Linked DNA regions of Gasterosteus aculeatus: region 2 is linked to region 1. A link is a contact called in public Hi-C data. All regions are on one chromosome and are shown on one strand. The core of a region is the stretch at or near the end of the contact, and the rest is flanking DNA. Distances in the headings are between cores, read along the strand shown. Region 1 holds the start of LOC120820355 (coiled-coil domain-containing protein 6). Region 2 overlaps LOC120820489 (phytanoyl-CoA hydroxylase-interacting protein-like).

Region 1 (3,633 bases), core at 607-3,106:
CCCCATCACTCACATGCACGAGTTTCCTTGACAGCTCATTGGTGAGAAATTCCTCCTCCTTCTCATAGTTGACCGCCAAAGTCTCCTTCTCCTTCTGGAGGGCCTGGATCTTCTTGAACAAGGTGTTGCTGATAAATTCTTCTTCCTGCTCCGCTCTCGCTTGCTGCGCGACAGACAACAAGATAACAGATGAGAGACAGTGGGGATGAGAGACAGTGGGGATGAGAGACAGTGGGGATGAGAGACAGTGGGGGGGCAAAGAACCAGTGAGGTAGTGAATATTCTGAGATCCGGCCCCAACTGCAAACAAAACACACTGCGGTGAAATCTCCCAGCCAAAGAGGAAGCAGGGTTTTCCCCGGTGACTCAACGGGTGTTGCAGTAAACTGACTGACGGGAAAAGCGAACAGCGGAGGAGGGGGGGGGCGGCACTGAGGAAATGTGCGGGACAGCTACAGCGGCTAACGTTAGCATTACAGTGTGATGATACGTGCGTCCTTGTTAGTCTCACAACGGCCCCATGGTACAGACACGGCACACCGCGGCTGACTTCGCCAACATCTGAGCCCGGCAGGGAGCTAGCTCGCTAAGTTTGCCCTAGCTACTGTACTTCCCCATCTATCCAACAGATCAGTTTTATGAAGGCGCGGCTGGTGAGCGGAGCGTGGAGACGTGACGCAGAGGTCCCTGGCAATGCTGCCGCCGGGCTGTTTATTTGCAGCCGGTTACCGTGTCCTCGTCGGGTACAACGTGGTGACGAATGTCATACAGAGAGTTATCAGCTGACCCAGCACCTAACATCCGCATGTTAACTTCCATCGGGAGGCGGGCCACCCTTATTTTACCGCAGTTTTAACCGAAGGCGACCCGTTGAGCTAACGTCAGCGACGCTAAGCAAAACAAAGCGAACTAACGTTAGCTGGCTGTAGCTGCCCAACCCCCTAGCACACGTTAGCCTCCTGGCTGATTTAGCAACATACCAAACTAGCGTTAGCTAATGTTAGCGGAGCTAGCAAAACACCAAAGTGTTTGCAATCAAATGCAGGTAGCATTTTAACGTAACAATTTCACGTGTGAAGACACTAGTTATTAAAACGCCAACCAGCAGCAACAGCCGTAGCCAACTTGCTGAAAAATAACTGCAATAAAATAGCTACAATAACTGGGTAGCATTTAGCTCGCTAGCTGGCTAGATAGCGAGCTAACGTTACTCACAATGGTGACGCTAGCCTTGCGGAGGTCCCGATTCTCCTCCTGCAGGGCTTTGCACTTGAGTTTGAACGTCTCCAGCTCAATTTTAAGAACTTTATTCTCCTGTTGCAAGGAGGCCAGGCGGTTCGTCAGTTCCTCCAGGCGAAACTGCGAAATGACGACGCTCGGTTTCCCCGAGTTTGAAGCGGAGGACGACATCGGGGTGGCCGAGCTGCTGCCCGCTCCGTCGGTGTCGCTCTCGCTCGCGCTGTCGGCCATGGCTGTGCGACAGTGTGCCGTGCGCGGAGGACGACGGCAGCTGCAGCGCTAGCGGGGCGCAGACGGCATAACGGCGCACCGTGTGACCTTGCTCTCGCGTGTCGGCACAGCGCCATCGCCAGGCCGTCTCCGGTACCGAGAAATGCATCCATCCCTCCATCCACCGCCGCACACCAAACTGGACTCTTGAAAAACATGTTCTTTTTTTTTCCTCCTCCAAATACTTCAGATTGCCATCTTGAGCCCGGAGCACATTTTGGAGCTGAACGACGAGATGGTTTAACGAGTATATATACTCCTAAAAAGCATTTGTGATTATTCAAAGAAGCAGAGGTGTGTTCCACCACACAAACAACTGGGCAGTACCGCTAGTTCCTTTACTAACTAAACATCATACGTCATATGCATCAACAATCGATATCGATAAATCGGCATATAAAATGTTAATTAATCATACACGTGAGAGGGACCATTTTGGTGCAACTGCTTTGAAATAGGGTTTGCATTTGATCATTTATTTATTCATTGTGTCTGGATCTCAGGAGTTGTTCCCCCCCCCCCCCCCCCCCCTCTAATCAGGGTTGGTGGTTCAATCCCCCAGACTCCCGCTTGTTAATATGACAAAATGTTCTGTGGCTTTGTAAATGCAGTCCATTAATTACATATTCAACATTAACTAGCATCGTCCTCATGGGGACGTGCTGTTTCCAGGCCCCAACAAGGTGGTTCAAACATAGAAACAAGCAGCCCTGGAGATTGCTTTGCTCAAGGGCACTTTGGTGAGGCAGCATTCTGGATGAAGGGTATATAGTGTCTCAGCACTTCCATAACAACAAAGGTCCAAGGACACAAAGACAAGACAGGAAACGGTTATATTGCGAAATCAATGCATTTTAAATTTTTTTTTTAGGTTTTTTTATTTTTTAAAGACGTCTGAAACATTTGTGGTGGCATCATTGCTGCTATAGCCTCTAAAAGACCTCGAATAACCAAAGTGCTAGAATAGTTACATTTCAATGGCTTCACTCTTGTTAGTAAGAATTGTACATCAAAAAATCTGCTCAGGTGAAAACACATATCAAACAAAATTGACAGTTCAACCATATCAAAGGTCCCTCCCCTCTGATTGATACAGTTGTATAAGGGGATGTGGTACAGCACCCTAGCGGACTTCCTTTACACCCCCCCCACCCCCCAAAAAAAGTCGCATAATTTTCATGTCCACAGCATAGACGTCAGCACACTGAGCCTCTGCACCAGTAGAACACCACACATGAACTACATGGGCATCTAATGAAAACCAATACAGAGAATTCCTAATGTAAAGTAACATTTTGACACTGCAGACTGTCAAGCCTAAAAAGATCACACGGTTTCAGAGTTAAACAATTTATTTAATGCTTAAATCAATTCTTTTGACCATCCAGTGATTTTGTCATACAATATGCTATTCAGAACTACAATCAAATAATGTCTCTATGTGTCCTTAATGTGATTAGGCTTTGAATTAAGGAAATACCCCCAAAAAATAAGAAAATAAAATGCCCTAGTTTTCCTTTAATGCCACAGCAGCCGTTAGAAAACCAAATTGACACACTGCGAAAATGATTACAAAAAGTCTAACAGTGAACAGAGACTCCTACATCTTATAGCCAATACGCACGATACGGTTATAACTTTACAGCGAGCCAGCCTACCAGCAGTACATTCAGATTATTTTGTTCCTGTAGCAGAAGCCGCCCTCCGGTTCCACGTTAACAGACAAGACATCACGCCCTCAACCAGCTATCAAACTCCTTTTCATCCTCATCCCAACATGATACATGTTTCAATGGTTGTTTTTGTTTTTTTGCCATTTCAAAGTATAAAATCGGTGACAAATGTTAGGGCTATATGTGCACACAGATAAAGGGGTTTATTTGTCATTGAATACAGTGTTTGCAAACTTGTAAAAGTTGTACTTAAAATAATGTGAACAGCATGCATGAAAATAGGAGTACTCTGAAAGGCTGCATTTTGTAGGATTAGATCCATTCCCACTTTGGGAATTACTGAAATTTGATTTTTCTGGAAATGTCCTTATTTAAAATCAAACCAGTTCTCTTTGTTACAAACATTATACCTGCTCTAATAGTTAATTATACAAGAACCTGTGAAGTTACA
Region 2 (3,633 bases), core at 747-3,246, 36 kb before region 1:
TCGTAGTCCCTCCTCGTGATTAGAATCAGACGATTACATTTCTACTAATGACATTTGTACCCTGGTTTATGATCTTCCGGATGAAAGCAAAGTAATTTTCACTGCGTTGTGTGTTGTGTCTGTTTACCAGATTATTCCACAGTGCATCTAAACCAGCTGATGCAAAAGGCCGAGGTCATAGCGGGCCGGATGCTGCGCTTCTCCGTCTTCTACCGGAACCAGAATAAAGAGTACTTTGACCACGCCAGGTATGCATATGCGACAAGTACACTGTGATTTCTACAGTTTTTGTCAAGATATCAGTTTAGATGTGTGACTACATGGCTTTACTGATTTCCTCCGCTCCTTTTTGGAAACTCTGTGCTAACGCCCACTTCGACTGCTAAGAACCTCGGCGTCACACTCGACAACCAACTCTCCCTGACTCCCAACATCACTGCGACAACGCGATCCTGTAGATACACGCTCTACAACATCAGGAGAATACGTCCCCTTCTCACTCAGAAGGCAGCGCAGGTACTGATTCAGGCTCTTGTCATCTCCCGCCTGGACTACTGCAACTCCCTCCTGGCAGGTCTCCCTGCCACCGCCATTCGACCTCTGCAGCTCATTCAGAATGCAGCAGCTCGACTGGTCTTCAACCTTCCGAAATTCTCCCACACTACTCCACTCCTCCGCTCTCTTCACTGGCTACCGGTGGCCGCCCGCATCCAGTTCAAAACACTGGTGCTCACGTACCATGCTGTGAATGGATCGGGTCCAGCTTACATCCAGGACATGGTCAAACCCTACATCCCAACCCGCACTCTCCGCTCTGCATCTGCAAAACTACTCGTCCCTCCCTCACTGAGAGCAAAACACTCGACTAGGTCTCGACTCTTCGCTGTCCTTGCGCCGAAATGGTGGAACGCGCTCTCTGAAGACATCAGGACCGCAGAGAGCCTTCACATCTTCCGCCGCAAACTAAAGACACACCTCTTCAGACTCTACCTCGACTAAAGACTAACAAATTGCAGCACTTAAATTGTACTTGTGACGTCACTCATCTATAGCAAATTGTAAATTCGCTTATTTGAGGAAATTGCACTTTCTTGTTTCTTGTTCTCCTGAGTTTGTACCCTATGGTTGAATGCACTTATTGTACGTCGCTTTGGATAAAAGCGTCAGCTAAATGACATGTAATGTAATGTAATGTAATGTAAAAAAACATTTAAAAATTCTCATTCTGAATAGCTTTCTTGCACACACATTTCTAATTAAATTATATTCACCTTTTCATTTAAAAAAAAAAAAAGCAGTTATTTCAGACCAATAACTCTTGTCTTTTCCCCTCGTTGGCATCTGGTGACCTTACTCACGTTACAACTGGTGCTTTATGACATAAATGTGACCTTTTAGCCAAGGTTGTGCTGCATTCATTGTTAATATAGTGCTGTAAAGGAATTCTGTGACGGATAGATGCGACGCGGCTCCTGGGCCTCCGAGGACGTCGCAATAGTAAATAATTGATAGTGAGAAAGCTGCAGTACACCGCATCCATCCGCAGACTCTAAACAACATTTTCATATCCCACTGCAGCTTCTATAACAACATGATGACGATGTCATTTCGGGTTAATGTATTTTGGTTTTGAGCTACATACTTGTTGCCAAGTACAAAGCATCGACTAATTCCTTTGATCCAGTCGTGTAAGAGGAGCTACTAAAAAAACGACTTAATAAAATACGATGCTATTTTTATACTGTGACATTTTTGGGGATATTTCCTTGACATAAAATACGGTGACATTCTTTAAAAACGGCATACTGCATCACGGCATATTTTGCAACCTACTTGCTCCTGTAACAGCGAGGCCTTTTCTCTTGGCCTGACGAAGCACATTGTGTCTGTACCAAAGCCACAGCTTGTGAGCAATCCGGCTGGAGCTTTACAACATGACGTCATCTGGAAAGACTTCCTTCCTTTTGCCCAGTCGCATCTGTTGTACTTTAATTCCCGCGCTTCGGTTGAACTGCACCATCGCGTGGGGGAAAGCGGTACTGACGTTCAGTTGATGAGGCCTCGGACTAATTCCATCATGCTCACAACAAAGCATCGGTTGAGGGTATAATGACAACCTCTGGAGTGGTAGCAGTGTAATTACAGTTCATAATTGGAGCTTTGGAGCTCCAGATTGACTCAGCGATTCTGTGGCAGCTGCGTATTTCTTTTCCAGTCATCGCTTGCAATGTTGAATGTATGAATTGGTTTCCAGAAAATGTTTTCCTCTTTTTGAAAAGCAGGACTAAGTAAATGTAATCATAGTTCTAAAATAATATATTTTCCATTCAGTGCACTCTTGTTTATTGTCACAACCTACATTTCGAGGTCGTTTCTAATACACTAAATGATATCTTTAAAGAGGGGATGCCTCGGCCTTCTGGCATCTCAAAAATTGCTTTCATTGGCCAAGGGGTGGGGGGCGGAAACATCTTTTTGCTGATTGCGTGCTATACTTGTTCACTGCCAACTTCGTTACTCCCCAAACTCCAGGGAGGCGCAGGACAACCGGATGCTGCAGTCGGTGAAAGACAACAGCGGCAGCCACGGGTCGCCCATCAGTGGCAAGCTGGAGGGCCTTTTCTTCAGCTGCAACACCGAGTTCAACACAGGCAAGCCTCCGCAAGACTCCCCGTACGGCCGCCACCGCTTCGAGGTCAAGGCCGAGACGCTCTTCAACACCGACACCAACCTTTACTTCGGAGACTTCTACTGCATGTACACGGCCTACCACTTTGTCATTCTGGTCCTGGCGCCGAAAGGCTCCGCGGGAGACGACTTCTGTAAGCAGAGGCTGCCCGCGCTGGACATCGCCGACAACCGCTTCCTCACCTGCAAGCAGGGGGAGGCGGGCGACGGCGGCCTGGTGTTCCACCACGCCCAGGACGTCATCCTGGAGGTGATCTACACGGAGCCCGTGGACTTGGCGTCGGGCACGGTGGCCGAGATCAGCGGGCACCAGCTGATGAGCATGTCCACGGTGAACGCCAAGAAGGACCCCAGCTGCAAGACCTGCAACATCAGCGTGGGACGCTAAGGAAAGGTGCATTTTAGGACGAGGGGGGGGCGGGTGGAGTAGCATTGACCGACCTCTAAACACAGACACACACACACACAGTAAGTCCACATGTACTCATGAAGCAGACCGAAACATGCATGAAGCAGCAGATTTGAAAGGCTCCCAGATGTGTCCTCTGAAGAGACATCCATTCCCAAAGAAGAGAGGACACGCTCGGACACCTGCTGCTTCGTCTCCGCATCTAAAAAGGGTTCCCCTCAATGTAAAAGAAGAGAAAAGAAAAAAGAAATACCTAAAGATTTCCCACGTGAGGGACCACCAAGAACACAGACCCTTCCCCTCGGCACCGACTAAACCCTTTAACTTTATTAACAAACATGGGCTGCTTCTGTTCAATTTCCTGTTTCTCTTTAAACTCTTGTCCTATCTTTTATTAATGACCTTTGCTGTGTTATTATTGATATGCTGATGATTGAGTGTCTGCAGTTTCTTTGCAGACGAGCATTTAGTGGTTTCCGAGTTACTTTAGCTGTCGTTTCCGAAATGTTTTCAGAGCTTTTCTCCTCCTAGTGGAC

The links. A called contact is a pair of places that touch in the nucleus more often than the background predicts.
Region 2: a Hi-C map of skeletal muscle shows a contact between it and region 1, with 6 times the contacts expected there. The contact joins the enhancer-like site here to the promoter of LOC120820355 in region 1. A contact is called at or near these places in 3 of 6 Hi-C or Micro-C datasets (skeletal muscle and whole body).

Annotation. Positions count from the first base shown.
Region 1 is chr6:14,911,375-14,915,007 of fGasAcu3.hap1.1, reverse strand. It overlaps LOC120820355 (coiled-coil domain-containing protein 6), which reads right to left and starts at 1,856. Exons shown (of 9, transcript XM_040177978.2): 1 at 1,216-1,856; 2 at 14-163. The coding sequence starts at 1,470. It overlaps LOC120820651 (ankyrin-3), which reads right to left. Exons shown (of 45, transcript XM_078104746.1): 45 at 2,344-3,633.
Region 2 is chr6:14,947,619-14,951,251 of fGasAcu3.hap1.1, reverse strand. LOC120820489 (phytanoyl-CoA hydroxylase-interacting protein-like) reads left to right here. Exons shown (of 5, transcript XM_040178316.2): 4 at 131-248; 5 at 2,533-3,633. The coding sequence ends at 3,076. Among protein-coding and RNA genes, the nearest start is that of LOC120820489, 11 kb to the left of the region's middle. Within about 2 kb of position 1,996, at least 6 of the 9 cell types and tissues checked have open chromatin away from gene starts, as enhancers often do.